Linked DNA regions of Mus musculus: region 1 is linked to region 2. The links are chromatin contacts, called in public promoter capture Hi-C maps. All regions are on one chromosome and are shown on one strand. Each heading gives the region's core, a stretch centred on a gene start, on an enhancer-like site or on the middle of the called end of the contact. The rest is flanking DNA. Distances are from core to core; before and after follow the strand shown. Region 1 holds the start of Ccdc113 (coiled-coil domain containing 113). Region 2 holds the start of Ndrg4 (N-myc downstream regulated gene 4).

Region 1 (2,911 bases), core at 286-2,785, 140 kb after region 2:
TGCCTTGTACTTGTGTGTCAGATGAATGCTCTCAGCTCCATGTCTGCCTGTCTACTGCCATTCTTCCCACCATCATCATCATGAACTCTAACCCTCTGGCTCAGTAAGTCCCTAAATTAAATGCTTTCTTCTTTAAGTTGCTTTGGTCATAGTATACCAAGGCTGACTTTGAATTCACAAAACTCCACCTACCTCACTGGCGCTGGCACTAAAGGTGCGAGCCACCATGCCCAACTTTAATGTGTGTTGTGGAGGGGGAGGTGGGTACTGGGATTGAACCCATAGCCCTGTGAATACTAGGCAGGGGCTAAAGCTATATCTCCAGTTCCAAAACTTTCCCCTTTCACTGCATGCACATACTCACATACATATGTACGAAAGAGGGTGACATTGAGACCTACACATACTGTTAAACTAATTCCTAAATTATGAGATTAGTACAGAAGCCAAATAGAAAACAGGAAAGCCATTACGTCTTGTCTTTTCAGCACATATTGTATTCTCGGTGGAGCCTTCCATGGGCCCGGGTCTGAATCTCTGATGCAGGATCTTAAGGAAGAAAACTTCAGAATGCGTTTCTCTCTTAAGATGGCCGGCCGATATACAAGACTGGCAGTTATAGACACTCACAAGGAAACTTCACAAAACATGTACCTCTGGGGATGGCTGTTTCACATACAAGATCATGGTATATGACAGACACTCACAATGGTAATTAGTAATAATCCCTCCACTCTGGTATGAACTATTTACAGATGTATGGAACCAACACCTCTTCTGGCCGCTGGAAACAGAATACTGTATAATATCAATACATTGTACACTGACTCTCATCTACATTATGGAATCCTCATATCCAGATAACCCACTGTGGAAGATGGAAAACAGACTGTGGAAAATACAAAGCCCTGAGCCAATCATTCCTCAGTCCATCTCCACGCCTAAATCCTTATTCAGCCCACAAGGCCCCAAGCAAATCATTTCAATAGCTTAGTTTTCACTCCGCCGCCATGTTAATGTTTATCTTAATACTAACTTTGGAAACCGGCTTAGGAGGCTACCTGATATAGACTTCGAAGGCGGCTTCCCAGCACCAGGAAGACACCAAGCCAAAGCGCTAGCTTCACTAAATCCTGTCTGATCTTTTCAAGGCCAACGGCTCCCTTGCCCCTCCACCCTGTCCGGGTTCCATCAGTGGCTTGTCAGTTCAGGAGCAGGCAAGCAGCAAAGCTAACTAGGCAAACACAAGTTCTTTCTCCACTGTAATGCGATGTGTGCCCGCGGGGCTCTGCGTAGATATGAGTAGTCTGCAAACTACAGCCCAGGCCTCAGAGACTCATGGCGCCCTCACGGTGCCAGTACCTGAGCTCCTCTACCAGCCCGCACAGTTGGATGACTGGCAGCTCGCCTTCCTCCTCCGCCTGGGAGTCAGTGATCACGCTGTCCGAGTCTTCCTCAGACATCACTCAGCCTAGGGTGCTTTGAGAGCCTTCAGTAAGCTGTCCCGCTTCACTTCGGCCGCGACCCTGAGGCGCGTTGCCTAGACAACTGAACGCTGTTTATAGGGGTGGGGCTTTGGGTGATGCGGCCCCTCCCTTGCACCTCGCGGTGGAGATCGAGCAAAGCTGCCTGCTTGCCTGCCTGCCTACTCAGATGCCTAATCCATCTCACTGTTCTGAGAATCGCTCTTCAGTTGGAAGTCACAACAACAGCTCCGGTTTGCCCAATGTCTTCTCGGTCCTTGGCATCATGTTAAGCTTATTTCACGCAAATCTTTGCATGGACCCTGTTAAAAAAAAAAAACTATTCATCCTCCTAGCCAGAAACCGTAGGTCCAGAAAGCTAGCAGCGACTCGCATAAGTCTCTGCCCCGTGGTGTAGTGAGGATTCTAATCTGTGGTCATTGCCTCACACGGAAGCTGCAGTTTTTTCATTTACTGCATTTCATTTACTGCAACTCGAACTGCATTACTCGAAGAGAAAGAGAAACTGACTAGTTTTTTTTTAAGATTTTATTTATTTATTTATTTATTTATTATATGTAAGTACACTGTAGCTGTCTTCAGACACTCCAGAAGAGGGAGTCAGATCTCGTGATCGGATGGTTGTGAGCCACCATGTGGTTGCTAGGATTTGAACTCCTGACCTTCGGAAGAGCAGTCTGAGCCATCTCACCAGCCCCTGACTAAGTTTTTAAAATAGGTATCAAGACAAGTTCCTAAAGGTGTCGTGTGTCTTTAGTGTTTTGGGGTAATGTGGGGCAATTTGGGCCCTTTTTTAAAAAAGTTTTATTTATTTATTTATTTATTTATTATATGTAAGTACATTCAGACACTCCAGAAGAGGGCATCAGATTTTGTTAAGGATGGTTGTGAGCCACCACGTGGTTGCTGGGATTTGAACTCAGGACCTTTGGAAGAGCAGTCGGTGCTCTTAACCACTGAGCCATCTCACCAGCCCAATTTGGGCCCTTTAATGAGATATCAGAAACCCAAACAAGTTACAGGCTGGGATAGCGACAGCAACAGCACTTTTGGGTACACTTAAAGGTGGTTAAGATAACATGTGCACACAACCAAGCTGAGTGTGCGTACCATCATGGGATCCCAGCATTGGTTAGTGCTGGGGCCACGGAGGTCCTTGTACTCACAGAGAAGAGAACCAGGAATGTTAATCAGGCAGGAGAGTATCCTTAATGGAGGAGACAAAAACACCTGCATTCCATCCAGAAAGCTGAGAGTGGATCTTGTTAATGACCTGGTGATCTTTTTGCGGTCTGTGGAGGCAGACCTCACCCCTTTTGCTATAGAGGCAGACCCCCCACACACTTTTGCTATAGAGGCAGACCTCCTCCAAATTCCCCAGAATGATTATCCCAGACTCTGCCCTCTCGAGACTAGAAGTCAGAGAC
Region 2 (3,255 bases), core at 687-3,186:
CAGCTGGGGCTGCTACACCGGCAGCTTCTGACAGTGACAGAGTCCTGTTGGAAGCCCCGCCAGAGGTTCAGAAAGCCTGCCACAGCACAATGAGGGCCTGAGGGAACATTGCACATGGACTCCAATCTCCAGACCCTCACAGGGTATCGTCCATTCCCTCTGAGGGCCAGATGGGCGTGAGAGGACCTGGCTCTGTCCTCCAGGTATAAATCCAAATCCCAGCCTCTACAGATCCCTCTTCCAGTCTGAGGTGGGGAGTGGGGCTAGCCTGCTGCAGCTCTCTGTTGCAGGTGACTGCAATAAGGAAAAGTTGAAGGGCAATGGCAGGTGCCAAAAACCACCCGCCAGGCTTTCCCAGGCTCCAGCAAATCTCCACCTGCCTTTCTCTATGAGCCCAGCAAGACCCACTGTGGTTTAGCACACAGCCCAAACCCGAATCTGGCCTACTTTCCTCCTATAACACCCCAACACACACACACACACACACACACACACACACACACACACACGCTTGCACACATACATGCTCACACACACTCACAGCCCAAACCTTCACCTGGCCTACTTCCCACCTATACCTCCATCCACTACCATTCCCAACACACACAAACACACACACACACACACACACACACACGCGCTTGCACACATACATGCTCGCACACACTCACAGCCCAAACCTTCACCTGGCCTACTTCCTGCCTATACCTCCATCCACCACCACTCCACACACACACACACACACACACACACACACACACCCTCCAGGGCCAGGCCACTCCCAGACTAAGTCACTCAAGACTCTAGGGCACATGCAGAACACCCTTTGTTCCTCCAGCTTAGAACGTGACCTCCCTTTTCCATGAACAGAAAGTTCTACTTTCACTGTCTGGGTCTTCAAAGGCAGCCACTTGCTCTAATCTCTGGGTCCTTTCAGATCCCTACCCCATATCCCATTCCATTTCCTGAGTGTACACACACACACACACACACACACACACACACACACACACACACACACAGAGCAACCCCTTCCTCACCTTACAGCGGCAGGACCCCAAGTGCTGAGAAGCATCTCTTGGAATATGTTCATTAGGGATACATGGGTGTGCACCTGACAAGGGCTCAGCATGGTCCAGTGAGATCTGGACAGGGGCTGCTCCCTCCAGCCCAGGTGCCCACCTCCCCTCTGAGAACGGAAGCCTCCACTGATGCTGGACTTCATGTATGAGGAACATGTAACCTTCCGATAGATACCTGGCTTCTGTCCTTGCTCCCTTTCCCATCTCCTCTAGGCATCCAGTTTCTCCAAGGCATTCCAGCTACTGGCCCCAGGATGCCCTCAGAGGGACATCTAATTTCTTCTCTAGAGCGGGCCCAAGGTGGATGGCCTGAGCCATCACGGTTCAACCTAGCTTCCCATCTTCCTAGTCCACTTGACTCTACTTCCAGCAAGAAACTTCTTCCCAGAGAGAAAGGTGGCTCTGACCATCACAGAAAAGAGGAGGCCCTTACACAGGTTCTCCCAGCTCCCCCAGGAGGCCCAGGGCTGCTTTCTCTGGGGACTTGGGATATTTGATTGGAAAACTCCGGAGCTCCCCTGGGGTTGCTAATCGGAGCTCCGTCGACGGGACACCACAGGGGGCCTCTGTGGAGCTCCACCCTCCCAGACGCCGGCGCTCGCGGCTCAGTAGAGCCCGGCATGCTTCAGGTTTCGCTCAACTGGGAACGCGCACCCGAGAGCGCCCCTTCCAACCCGGGCCACCGCGCCCCGAACCCGCTCCAAGTCGGAGAGCGGCAGCGGCGAGCGGCAAGCCTCGGTACCTGTCAGCAGTTGGAGCCTGTGTCCCAGCACCTTCATCTTGGCGACGGTGGAGCGCGCTGGGCCGCCCGGGGCGAGGCGCGCAGTAGCCGCAGAGAGGAGCGGCGGGATAGCGGGAGCGGCGGGAGCAGCAGCCGGTAGCGCGGTGCGCTCACCGCCCCCTCCAGCAGGGTTTAAAAAAATCCACCAATGGCACAGCCGCGCACCCCAAAAGGCACCCGCCGCCACCTGGCCGTGGTGAGCGCCGGGGGGGGGGGGGGGGAGTGTGACACCGCGCGGGAGGGGCCCCTCGCGAACAAAGACGCCTACCGCCCCCAGACGTCGCGGCCGGACGGGCGACAGCCGCGGTCTCGGGGGATCCGAGCCAAGAAGGCTGGGAGACAGGGCGTCGCCCTCGCGTGGGGGGCGGGGGGAGGGAAGGTGGCCAGGGCGTGAGGGTGGTGGAGAGAAGGTGCGGGACTGCGGTGTGGCTGCGCCGAGAGGGGATCCCAGGGGTGAGGGCGCGGCGACTCACCCAGGCTGCCGAGCGACACGGTCGCGGAGGCGGGAGCCGGGCCTGGACGCCTCCGCCGCCGCCACCCACGAGCGGTGCAGGTTCCCCGCACGAGCGAGCCCCGGGAGCTGGGGGCGGGGCGCCGCGCAGCGGGGGCGTGCCCACGTGGGTGGGTGGGCGTGGGGCGCGCTGCGCGTCCCGCTTGGTGGCTGGAGCTGGACTGTCTCGGGCTGTCTCGGGCTGTGGGAGTGGGCGGGAGGCCCGGTGAGAAGACCCACAGGCCGGGGCCCAGATGCAATCTGCAGCGCCTGACCTCCCAAAGAGGGTCCCGTCTCTGTCCAGCGTTTCTCGGGGAGCGCCAGAGACTCCCACGGGGAACCTTGGCTCACTCCCACCACCTCTACCTCTCTTCCCCTCCAGTCCCCACCCATCCGTCTGAGGGGACACCCTGGGGAGGTTGGGGAGAAGCTGGGGTTCAGTGGTCCAGGAGCCAACATTCCCCCTGTTTGCAAAGTCTGAAGGTTTCTGAGGAACTCAGGCAACTTCCTGGCTAAGATGTTCTTTCTGTCCCCACCAGGGCCCCACCCACACGGTGGCCACAACCTATTCCCTGCAGGTCACCCTCCCGGAGCAGGAAAGGAAAGGGACTCTATCCTCCTCGATCTCACTGGTTCCTCAGGAGGGTCAGAGGCCCTGAAGTCTCTCTGACTCCCCAAACCCTGAGCATCACCAACCCCGAAGTTGGGACGAGATAAGAGGTCCTGGTGACTCATTCCGTTCAGGCCCTGTGTGTCCCTTACCTTTTCCTCTGGGTTCCTGTCTTGATGGCTCACAGAGAAAGTACACTAGATCAGGATCTCTCTGAGGCCCTGGGTGCGGGGAAGGAGCATGTCACAAGAAGCCAGCCCACAACACTTCTGACTTTGCTGCCTCTGTAAGA

The links. Promoter capture Hi-C pulls out the DNA fragments that hold promoters and counts their contacts.
Region 1: a promoter capture Hi-C map of the SN4741 cell line shows a contact between it and region 2, with 2.0 times the contacts expected there. The contact joins the promoter of Ccdc113 here to the promoter of Ndrg4 in region 2. A contact is called at or near these places in 9 of 39 promoter capture datasets (the SN4741 cell line, cranial neural crest, embryonic stem cells and 5 more), 1 of 484 Hi-C or Micro-C datasets (embryonic stem cells), 3 of 115 datasets of contacts at active chromatin or transcription factors (craniofacial prominence, embryonic stem cells and stem cell-derived neural progenitor cells) and 1 of 9 other capture datasets (adipose tissue).

What each region holds. Positions count from the first base shown.
Region 1 is chr8:95,532,724-95,535,634 of GRCm38.p6, reverse strand. Ccdc113 (coiled-coil domain containing 113) reads right to left here and starts at 1,535. Exons shown (of 9, transcript NM_172914.2): 1 at 1,363-1,535. The coding sequence starts at 1,463.
Region 2 is chr8:95,676,953-95,680,207 of GRCm38.p6, reverse strand. Ndrg4 (N-myc downstream regulated gene 4) reads right to left here and starts at 1,936. Exons shown (of 17, transcript NM_001372423.1): 1 at 1,825-1,936. The coding sequence starts at 1,861.